2 separate regions of the Mus musculus genome follow, and region 1 is linked to region 2. The links are chromatin contacts, called in public HiChIP or PLAC-seq maps. All regions are on one chromosome and are shown on one strand. Each heading gives the region's core, a stretch centred on a gene start, on an enhancer-like site or on the middle of the called end of the contact. The rest is flanking DNA. Distances are from core to core; before and after follow the strand shown.

The links. HiChIP or PLAC-seq counts read pairs in DNA pulled down with a chosen protein or histone mark.
Region 1: an H3K27ac HiChIP or PLAC-seq map of T-cell acute lymphoblastic leukemia shows a contact between it and region 2, with 7 times the contacts expected there. The contact joins two enhancer-like sites. A contact is called at or near these places in 3 of 484 Hi-C or Micro-C datasets (all in CD4 T cells) and 1 of 115 datasets of contacts at active chromatin or transcription factors (T-cell acute lymphoblastic leukemia).

What each region holds. Positions count from the first base shown.
Region 1 is chrX:12,491,460-12,496,651 of GRCm38.p6, reverse strand. No RefSeq gene overlaps it. Among named protein-coding and RNA genes, the nearest start is that of Atp6ap2, 94 kb to the left of the region's middle. Within about 2 kb of position 1,916, at least 19 of the 459 cell types and tissues checked have an H3K27ac peak or open chromatin away from gene starts, as enhancers often do. A contact at or near this core is called in T-cell acute lymphoblastic leukemia, where this site is marked.
Region 2 is chrX:11,644,527-11,649,626 of GRCm38.p6, reverse strand. No RefSeq gene overlaps it. Among named protein-coding and RNA genes, the nearest start is that of Gm34187, 110 kb to the right of the region's middle. Within about 2 kb of position 1,981, at least 38 of the 459 cell types and tissues checked have an H3K27ac peak or open chromatin away from gene starts, as enhancers often do. A contact at or near this core is called in T-cell acute lymphoblastic leukemia, where this site is marked.

The sequences.
Region 1 (5,192 bases), core at 667-3,166, 850 kb before region 2:
TTCATACATATTCCTTTTAATGTGCCTTCCATTTCTGACTCCAACCTTCCCTTCCCTTCTCCCCTCCTTGTTATTTTGATAGGTTTTTTTCCCCCAAGGAACTCAGGCTGGCCTGGAACCCCCTTTTTTTCTTTTTTCTTTTTTTTTTGAGATCATAATATAATAACTTCATTTTTCCTTCACTGTCCTCTGTAAATCCTCCCATATATCACTCATTGATCTCTTTCTAATCCATTGGCCTGGAATCCTTGATCCTCCTGCCTCCACTTCCCAAGGAACAGGATTACAGATATGTGCATTTGTCACTCCGATAGTTTTACAACAAAGTTTGTGGTATGTAATTTCAGGGGACCTTATGGAGAGACACCTGGAAGGTTCTGAAGGGAGATAACTCAAAGTGTTGAAAGTGACTTTAAGAACATGCCTGTCTCTGTACAATGCTAAGCATCTGTCATGTACTGGCTCCATTTGAGTGGCACAGCAACTCCTGACAAATCTGAAGGGTGGAGAGATTAGGCAAAGAGCCCAGAGACAGGATCCAGGTCTAGTGTCTGTCATCTGCTAATGCCTCTTTGTGACCTGTCCATGTTTTTGGTCCACAGTTCCAGGATAAATTCAGATCAAATTCAGACCTAGGCCACTGTCACATAGGGAAGGGACCTTGCTGTGGTTTGAATTGAATTGTCTCTTGCACACTGGCACTCTTCGAAGCTTAGTGCCTAGCTGGTGGCTATGTTTGGGGAGAACATGGAACCTTCAGGAGATGGTACTTGGCTGTCAGAGGTCACTGGGAATGCGTCATTGGGGGTCACTATCCTGGCCTCAGTTTTGGATTCTATCTCTGTTTCCTGTTTTCTTGTGAACATTACCCACCACAAGTTCTCACTGCCATGAACTGAGAACACGCTATGCCTTCCTTACCAAGAAAGATCGAGATCCCTGAAACTGTGAGCCCAAATAAAACCTTCCTCCCTTTACTCATTGCTGCCAAAGCCACAGAAACAGCCTGGAACTGCAGCTCAGTTGACAGAGTGCTTACCTAACATGCACAAGGCCCCAATCATGGTCCCCAGCACTGCATCAGGCTGGGTATACCGTGATTCCAGAAGTGGTGACAGGGACGTGGTGACAGGGAAAGTTCAAGGTCCCAACTACATATCAAGTTCAAGGCCAGAGTGGGTGTGGTGATTTGTATATGATTGGCCCAGGGAGTGGCACTATTAGGAGGTGTGCACTGTTGGAGTAGGTGTGTCACTGTGGGTGTGGGCTTTAAGACCCTTATCCTAGCTGCCTGGAAGCCAGTTTTCTGCTAGCAGCCTTCAGATGAAGATGTAGAATTCTCAGCTCCTCCCTTGCCATGCCTGCCTGGATGCTGCCATGTTCCTGCCTTCATAATGGACTGAACCTCTGAACCAGTAAGCCAGCCCCAATTAAATGTCCTCATAAGAGTTGCCTTGGTCATGGTGTCTGTTCACAGCAGTAAAACCCTAAGACAGTGAGCTACTTCAAACTTGTCTTTTATACAAAATAAAGCAATAAAAACAATCTCCTCTCTAGGACGTCTGGACTCGGGATCTCCAGCCCCTCCTTCTTCCTACAGCAAATGCTGCTAGGGATGTCGTTTGTACCCTCCGACAAGCTACTGGTCCCTCCACCTGTTCTCGCTGAGGACAGTGCTGGTGTTTAGCTGAGAGGGATTTCTGCCCTTTGCACAGAACCCAAGGAGTGGGAAAGCCGAGGGCCTGCCTGGGCTGTGCTGCAATGAGCCATGGCGTCTCACCCCCCACCCCACCCCAACACCCACAGCTTTCTGCCTTTTTATCTATGAGCTAAAGATTTAGATTATTTCATCAAGGTCCTACAGCACCTGACAGCTCACGACTTGTGTGAATCAGAAAGGTGAGTCAGCAGAAGTTCTGAAAGCCAGAGATAAAAGCTAAGGAGCATAAGAGCGTGGAGGGAAGCGATGAGCCTAGCCAAACCGTTTGAAAACAGAACAGGGAGATGGCATGGGCTTTTCAGTCTGCCAGAAGCATTGCACCTCCCACTGTACCCCTGAGCTGCTGGACTGTGAGTTAAGATTCTTTTAACAGAGACACATCTCCCATTGCACACTAGTTTCTACCCAGAGAGATTTGGATGCAACTCTCCTTACAGCAGAGAATTATCTCATGGACTTAAATTCACACTAACATGTAAAGAACTGACACGAGATTGGGTTCCTGGATACGGGCCTAAGCAAGAAGCATGAAGACAGACGGCTATGGAAAGTCTAACATGCTTTTGCTGTTTCTGGAAGGGGTTCATATGGGCGAGCTTTCTGGTTTTGAGAGTCAGAGAGGCCTGTCAAGCTGAGGGGTTGGGGGAAACACCCCAAGCATTGGATCTCCTACATCTTCTGTGCACCCAGATAAGCAGCCAGAAAGACAAGGCTGTTGTCTCAAGGGTTGGGGAGAATTCATATGCTCATGTGGCTTGGACTGAGGCAGAAGGACTTGTAGAGGGAGCCACGACCTCTGAGCTGGCAGGCTCTGTGTTGTCACATAGCCCTGTAGCACCCTGTGCCTCCAAGTGTCCTCCCCTTGCTGGGAAACAGTAGTTCGTGTTCTTACCCACTGTCCCTGCATGTGACACTTCACATGATTTACTAAAGAAGGCTGGAGACATTTTTTTTGATTTATGATAATGCTGCGGTTATCATGAGCACATCACTGGGATGGATGGAAGCTGCACCAGCTCAGAGGCTTTGGGGACTCTGGCTCTGACTGCTATTATGTGGGGCTCTGAGCTACAAGGAGCAGTGCTGGGAGGGCAATAATCCAGCTAAAGGTTGGGGAGGCATGAATTGCTAGCATTGGCCTCTTAGTCCAGCCAGGGTCTGGGAACCAGTGGGTGGTCTGGGGAGTCTACGCCATGCCCAGTTAACATATGCACCAAAAACCTGTGGCTGGTCCACTTGAGCATCAACCTTCAAGTCTTCTCCTAGGCAAGTCACTGGAACTGCCCTTTCTGCTTTCTGACTATGAAAGTAGAAGCTCTCTCTGCTGCTGTGAGCCCTGCTGCGACCACATGATGTGAGCACAGAACTGAACGCTTGCAGCAGGGCGGGGGGTGGGGGAGGGCTCTCTCCTTCAGGCTTGCTGGCTGAGCACCAATACTCCAGTTGTTCCCACAGGCTCTCCCTGTCTCCCTTGCCCCTTCTTCTCTGTCTCTTACTCTTGTCCTTTGCAACACTGATTGTCCTTTTGCAATGCTGGCTTGGCCCAGGCTTACCCAGCCCCGGGCAGTGGAGGCTAGTTTCCAGGCAACCTGACCCTGGCAGGAGCGCCTTATCTACTGGGCAAGGATCTGAAGAGTCTGAGGCTGGCAATAGATGTGAGCCTTCAGCCAGACTCTGCCAGAACCAGGCTGGGGAATACACAGGGTAGAGGTGAGCTCCCAAGCCCCCAAGAATCCGGTAAAAACAGGCAACTAAGGCCAAATGCTGCCTGACCAGAGGGAGAAATGTGCCCCTGGTGCTGAGGACGGTAAGAGAGGTGTAGTGGCCCAGTCATGACACAGGCTAAGGCTCTGAAGGTCTGCATCCAATGACCTTCCTGTCCCTTTGGAATTGGTTAGGGAATAAAGCCACTAGCACAAATGCAGGGACACCTTCAAAAACTTGTGCCCAAGATGGAGGGCTTGTCCTGAAGACCACGAGAGGGCATTCCCTGTGATCTAGGCTCAAGGTAGAAGGGACCTGACCTGGCCTGACCTACCAGTAGCATTGTGGTCTGCATCTGCCAGTTCCTTCTAGGTGTCATGTGTGTGAAGGCTGTCAGGTAGGTCTGCAAAAAGAACAAGTGACATTTTGTAGCCAGGTGGCAGAAGAACACCACAAAGGTACTGTTAATGTAAGTGTACATAGAATAAAAGAAAGCCCGGTTTGGGGCAGTGAAGTAGGGGTAAGGGCCTTTAAAGCAGGACGTTGATACCACCCCTAGGCTAAAGGCATGCACAGAGAAGCTGGCTTCTGCCGTTTAACAGGAAGCTGGGGCAGGAAGGACCACTCAGAGGAACAACAACAGCCTTCAGAAGCACCACAAAGGTGACACAGGGTGGCAGGTACAGAGGGAGTGGAAGATTAACCTTCAGCCCCAGATTCCCTGAGGTGAGAAAACAAGAGAGTGCATCCAGGTACTCTCCTGCTACTGCTTCTGGGATACTGACAGGCCACAGGTGCAGAAAGCAGATCCAGAGAGGCCAAGAGCTGCCCCTGAGGCAGAACATCCCAGCCCACATTCAGGGAATGGAGGACGGAGGAGCAAGTGTAGGATAGACGGGCCAACTATGCTCCTTTGCCTGAATGTGGTGTCACGTGGCTCATGACAGGGGTTCTGCTGAGTAAGCCATGCTGCACTCTCTTTCCTAAAGAGAATGGCGACTGCCCGGGCTCGGGAAAAGCTGGGCTTCTTTCCTGGATCCTGTTAAGCTATTATTGTTCTAGATAATTCCAACTTATCCCTCAGACCCCTTCTGGGATCTGACTACATTCTCTCCATGGCTGGAATAAATGCTCTCTTGCCTTTTGCTTCTAAAGTGGCCCAGTCCCATGCTTGTCTGTATTATTTATTGTGTTGATGACACTGTATGAGACGAAGAGGAGCTCCTTGAGGGCCCAGTTGGGCCAGAGCTGGACCCTGGATGGGCTTTGTAGGCACAATGAATCCTTTCTAAAGATTCATGAAGAAGTGTTGTCTGGAGTTTGGCCCTCCCTCCTTGACAGAGTGGGAAAGTTTTGATATTCAGTACAGGTGTCATTACACTGTGGCTCCAGAATCGTTCACTTGAAGCAGGTGGCACCCGAGTTTCCACAAAGCAGAATCTCCTAGCCTCGTCTAAGTGGATCTGCTTGCTGAAGAACTGAGCAATTCCTCCCTGGAAATATAATTTCAACGACACAGTGAGTGGTAAGAGTAGCAAGAGGTGACCTCCAGCTTCCTATTTATGAAAACAATAGCTCAAGTTTATGGTATTAGAAGTAACCACAGCCACTTCCCTTCCCTTCCTGCCACCTTCTCACCACATTCATTGTGTGTGTGTGCACGCACAGACACACACACACAGACACACACAGACACAAATGCATGCACGCAAGAAGCATGCAGGCACATCACTACTACTACCACAGCATACATATAGACATATGGCAA
Region 2 (5,100 bases), core at 732-3,231:
GGTGGGCTTTGAGGTTTCAAAAAATTCTAGCTGTTCTCAGTGTGCTGTGTGTTTCCTGCTTGCTGTTTGAGATGTGAGATCTCAGCTGTTCCTGCTGCCATGCCTTTACTCCATCATCATAGACTCTAACTCTCAGGAACTGTAAACCCAATTAAATGATTTACGTTCTAAGTTGCCTTGGTTACAGTGTTTTATCACAGCAATAGACAAATGACTAAGACACTGAGGTAAGAGGATTGTAAATTAGAAGCCAGACTTGGCTTTACAGTGGGACCCTATCACAAATAAATGAACAAAGTAAAAGTTTATATTACATACGGATGGATGTCTCAGCCATCTCAGGGCAATTATAGTATGTGATTGCACAAGGACAAAATCATCGAGGAATATCTTTCTCAGTGTATACTTCTGTTGGTTGGGGACACATAACTTTGCTTCACAGTTCTTTTTGAAGTACTGGTATAGCACACCTGGGTTTTCCATTCAGGGTCTCACCAGGAGTTGCCTAGGGATGAGGCTCTCTCACCAGACGCTTGGGATCCTCTTCCATGTTTCTTGCAGTTAGAAGGACTGTGTATATTGGATTTGGGTCAGGGCGAGACTGGCATGGCAAAGTTCTGTTTTTCTATAAGCTATTGGCTAGGGATTTCTCTTAGCTTTCAGAAGCCACCAGAAGCCCTTTGTCATATGACAGTTCACATGGATGCTTGTTTTCTAGACAAACTGGAATATTTCACTGTGTAATCTTCTCTTATTGCTAGTCAGAGAAACCCAATTGCATCTAAAGGACCCATTGACTTTTGGTCAAGTGCACCCAGGGGGATTTTTCTTTTTCTGTATCATCATAGTGGCATGGATGAGCTGTCCCCCATAGTCTGGGCATGTGAAACTTGGACCCTAATTGGTGGACCAGGGAGTGAAGTATTGCTGTGAAGTACCTACCATGCTGGTTTTTGAGGAATGTGGAAGGCTTTGGATCTTTGGACTAGAAAAGCAGTTGAATACTTATAAGCAGAGCTTAATGGATGGTCCTAGTAATAGCTTGGAAAATGATGTTGAAAGTGACATGAACTTTGGAGACCAAGCTCAAGAGGTTTCATTGGGGAACCATATTAGCAACTGGGCTAGAGACCATTCTTGTGATATTTTGGCAAAATTGTGACTGCTTTCTACCCTTGTCCTAAGAACTTGCTTGAGGTTAAATTGACAAGTAATTGACTAATTTCCATAGCAGAGGAGATTTCAAGACAGCCTAATAATGTGTCTTTCATGCAGTTATTAGTAATCACTCTTATGCAAGCTTACAATGAATAAGAACAAGGAGGCAGAAGTAAATACAAAATGTAAAGTTTGGAGAGGAAAAAGGACACTGGCAAGGTTATTACTGCCAAGGCTTGTGCTGGAAGAGAGACTGAAACTATTAAGGGAGTTAGAGCTATTAAGGAGAGGGCAAATCTGCACTGGAATGAAAGGAAGGGTGCCCTCTGGGCAAGACCCTACCTAGCCAAGCTTCCAACAGGTGAAAAGAAAGTGCTTGAGGAATTTTCTGTTCTCAAAAAGCAACAACCAACAAAAGTTGCTGCAAATGCGACTCTAAAGAACCGGGTCCACTCCAAACTGGCAGCCGAACTTGGCAGTGTCCTCCAAGTCATACTGGCTTTCGAATTATGACAGATACACAATTAAAGGGGTGGTAGGATCTTTCTCCAAGGTTTCACAGAGTCACTGAGACCAGGCAATGTCTGTCAGAGGTGTCTCTTCATGGAGGCCATTGTGTAAAGCTGTGTAATTAAAGCTTGGATTGCATCTGAGGCCCCAAAATATTAAAGACACCAGAGCCATGGGATATCTACAAAGGAGAGCTGCATGCAGGGAGTGGACCTAGCTTAAGAGAGAGAGGCAGCAAAGTTGGAAGGGCAGAGCCAAACGAGCCAGTTGACATCTGATATGGAGTTACAGGATTTGGACTTTGCCCTGCTGTGTTTCAGTTATGCTTTGCCCAGTATTTCCTCACTCAGCCCCCTTTCCTCCCTTCTGGAGTGGTAATGTGTATTCTGTGCCATTTTATGTTGGAAGTATTGGTTTTTGCTTTTATAGGGGTTATAATTAAGAGATTACCTAGTGTCTCAGAAGAGACTTTGAGCTTTTACACAGTAATGAGCCTCAAAGACTATGGGAACTTTTGAAGTTGGACTTAATGCACTTTGTATATATAGACACAAGACTGTGGGGGTTAGGGAGAGGAATGTGGTACTTTGAATGAGATGGCTTCCATAGTCTAGGCATTTGAATACTTGGTGCCCAGCTGGTGCCTGTTTGGGGAAGATTAGGGGGTGTGGCTTGTTGGAGGAAGTATGTCACCAGGGGTGGATTTTGAGGTTTCAAAAGACCAGCAGCGCTTTGAGTTCTTTCTACTTGCTGCTTGTGGTTAGAGTTGTGAGCTCTCAGCTGTTCTGGCTATAGCTGCCATGCCTGACTGCAGCTACTCTTTCCCACTGTGAAGGGGTAGGTGCCTATCCCACTGGCATTGTAAGCCCAAACAAACCCTTCTTTCTATAAGTTGCCTTGGTCATGGTGTTCTATCACAGCAATAGAAAAGGAATGAAAACAGCTACGCATGTGCATAATTACAGGAGCTACAGGATCTATATTTAATTGTATGCACAGGTTCATCCCATACCGGATGGGAAAAGGACCATCTAGAGACATGAAGGATGTGGTAATGCGTCTTAGAGCTCTTCCTGCCAGCCTCCATATCCTTGTAGATATTCTAAAGCGGATCTAGCCAGCCGAGCAGCAGATAGGAGGAGTCACCTCCCACTCAGGTGTTAGTAGATTCATGGGCATTAGAAAATCCCTAGACCTTGTCTTATAACAGTGGCTCTCCACTTAGATAGTCAGCTAGTAATTGGCAGTTAGCTCTGGTGTCTGCCGTGTTTCCTGTGGAATTCATCTGTGAAAGATTGGCCAGTGAGATGCTGTCACTCAGGACTGGCTGCATCTCTCACTCTTCCTGGGTACCTGTGCACCCTGCAGGGTTTTTTTCCCCTTGTGCCTCTAGATGCTGTTTCTTCGACCACTACCACAACTAACTATAGATGTGAGAGGACACTTCTGTACCCCCTCTAACGTGTTAGAAATTTGGTAGTCCTCAGCACCCTTCTCCCTGCATTCTTACTGTTTGGCATGTGTTGGTCTCCTCCCCCCTGCATTCATGCAGCACCGGGCACCATAAGGAATAAACCCCCATATCTTCATGCATCTGTTGTCAATTTCTAGTTCTCAGAATAATCTGATGTAGACCTTTCTGAGTGGTAGCTCCCTCCCATGTTGTGACTCAGGGACTCAAGGTTCTTCTAACCTGCTCTGCCATCACCTAGCAACAGTAGTTCTCAAACTTTAGGGAGTATGGCATTGATTGGAGCAGGTTGCTGAGCTCTGCCCCTGAGAGGATTTGATTTAGTAAGTCTGGCGTGAGGAAGGATGTGCATTTGTCAGCATTTGCTTTGAGAGGGAGCTTGCTGTGTAGTCCTGGCTGGCCTTGAACTCACAATTCCCTTTCTTCCACCTCCCAACTGCCAGCACTGTAGGTGTTTACAGCGCGCTAAACAAGAACAGACATTGCGTTTCTGGGCTCACGTTGACAACCACTGTTCCACACTTAATTTTCAAGTGTGAAAATGAAAGAGTAAGCATAGAGAAGGCAGTCATGTATTCCTAAATGTAGAGCTCTCTCTTTTGCTAGATGAAAAGAATAGTCATGTGGCCATGTAAGAATACAAGAATAACTGGAAATATATGTATGTCTGGGTATCAATGTCAACTGTGTACTCTTCAAACAGAGGGGCATGGATTTTGGTGGAGCAAAAATCCCTCTGTTCTACCTCCTGAGCTAGTGAGTTGGTCAAGTCATTCACGTGACCCTAAAGATTCAAATGTGTACTATCAAGGCTCAAGGCTCAAAGGTGGAGTAATTCATTTCATGCCAGGAACATCCACAATACAACTACTTCTATGGGACACTGACTGACTGTGGGCTGTCCCACCTGGCCTGATCCTATGGGTGCCTATACTTTGGTTAGAAATCTTGAAGGCCACATGTTTCTTGACATTTACAGGACGACTCACTTCTTTCAGAATGTCCTCTCAACCCAATGCCCAGACCATGCTGAACAGTCACATCTGAAGAGCACATCAGAGTGTATACACCGACCCTACACTGCCAGGTCCCAGGTATGCCAAGCCATTTCCTTTCTGCTGTCACGCCAGGCAATAGTGACACTGTGGCTCTAGTTGGCCTTGTGTTTATTTACCCTCAGCCTTCCATTCTTCTCTAAGCACCTGGCTGAGCTTGCCTCCACTGCCTAGATCCATCCCACTCCAAACGCACTGTTGGTAACACATTTGATTTTTTTCTGTGGAGGAAAAAGGTCTTCCAATGAAACAGGAGGACCACTGACTCCTGCTCCAACCTAGTTTTCTTCTTGACAAATGGTATCTATCACTCAAGTACACGGCCAATGCATAGTGGAAAGTATGGAGACTGTCACTCATGGTGGAAGGGTTGCCAACTTCCTGAGTCTGTGAGTGATGGACCACCCAGGAATGAAAGGCAGGTGCATTTCCATTTCTCAGGTGGGGGAAATATTAAAAGCACATAAGAATTGTAATGCCACGAGAATAATTAGGGCCACTGCTAGCAGGGATCTAGGATGTGAAAGAATATAATTCAGGCTTAGAATTCATAGCACAGAAGGTCAGGTAATGGCAAGACAGCTCTTCATTACTGTTCTTCATTATTTCATCGAGCGCAGTTTTTCAACTCAGCCCTGTACGCTGAGTCATGAGGCTCCCTGGAAAGCTTCAATTGATAGGTTTACGGGGCCATGGAAACAGAGTGGAGGGGGATGATTAACCATGATGATCTGGCGGCCTTCCAGATACAAACTGATTATACCAGAAGGTTTGTTGCAACTTCTGTCATGTGGTCAGTGAAAATGACTCCTGGCATCAGAAAGCCTGGCTGTGGAGCTCAGTGTTGTCACTCAGTGGTAGGGTGTGGTGGTCAGCTTTTCTCCCTGATTATGCTTCTAATCGTGG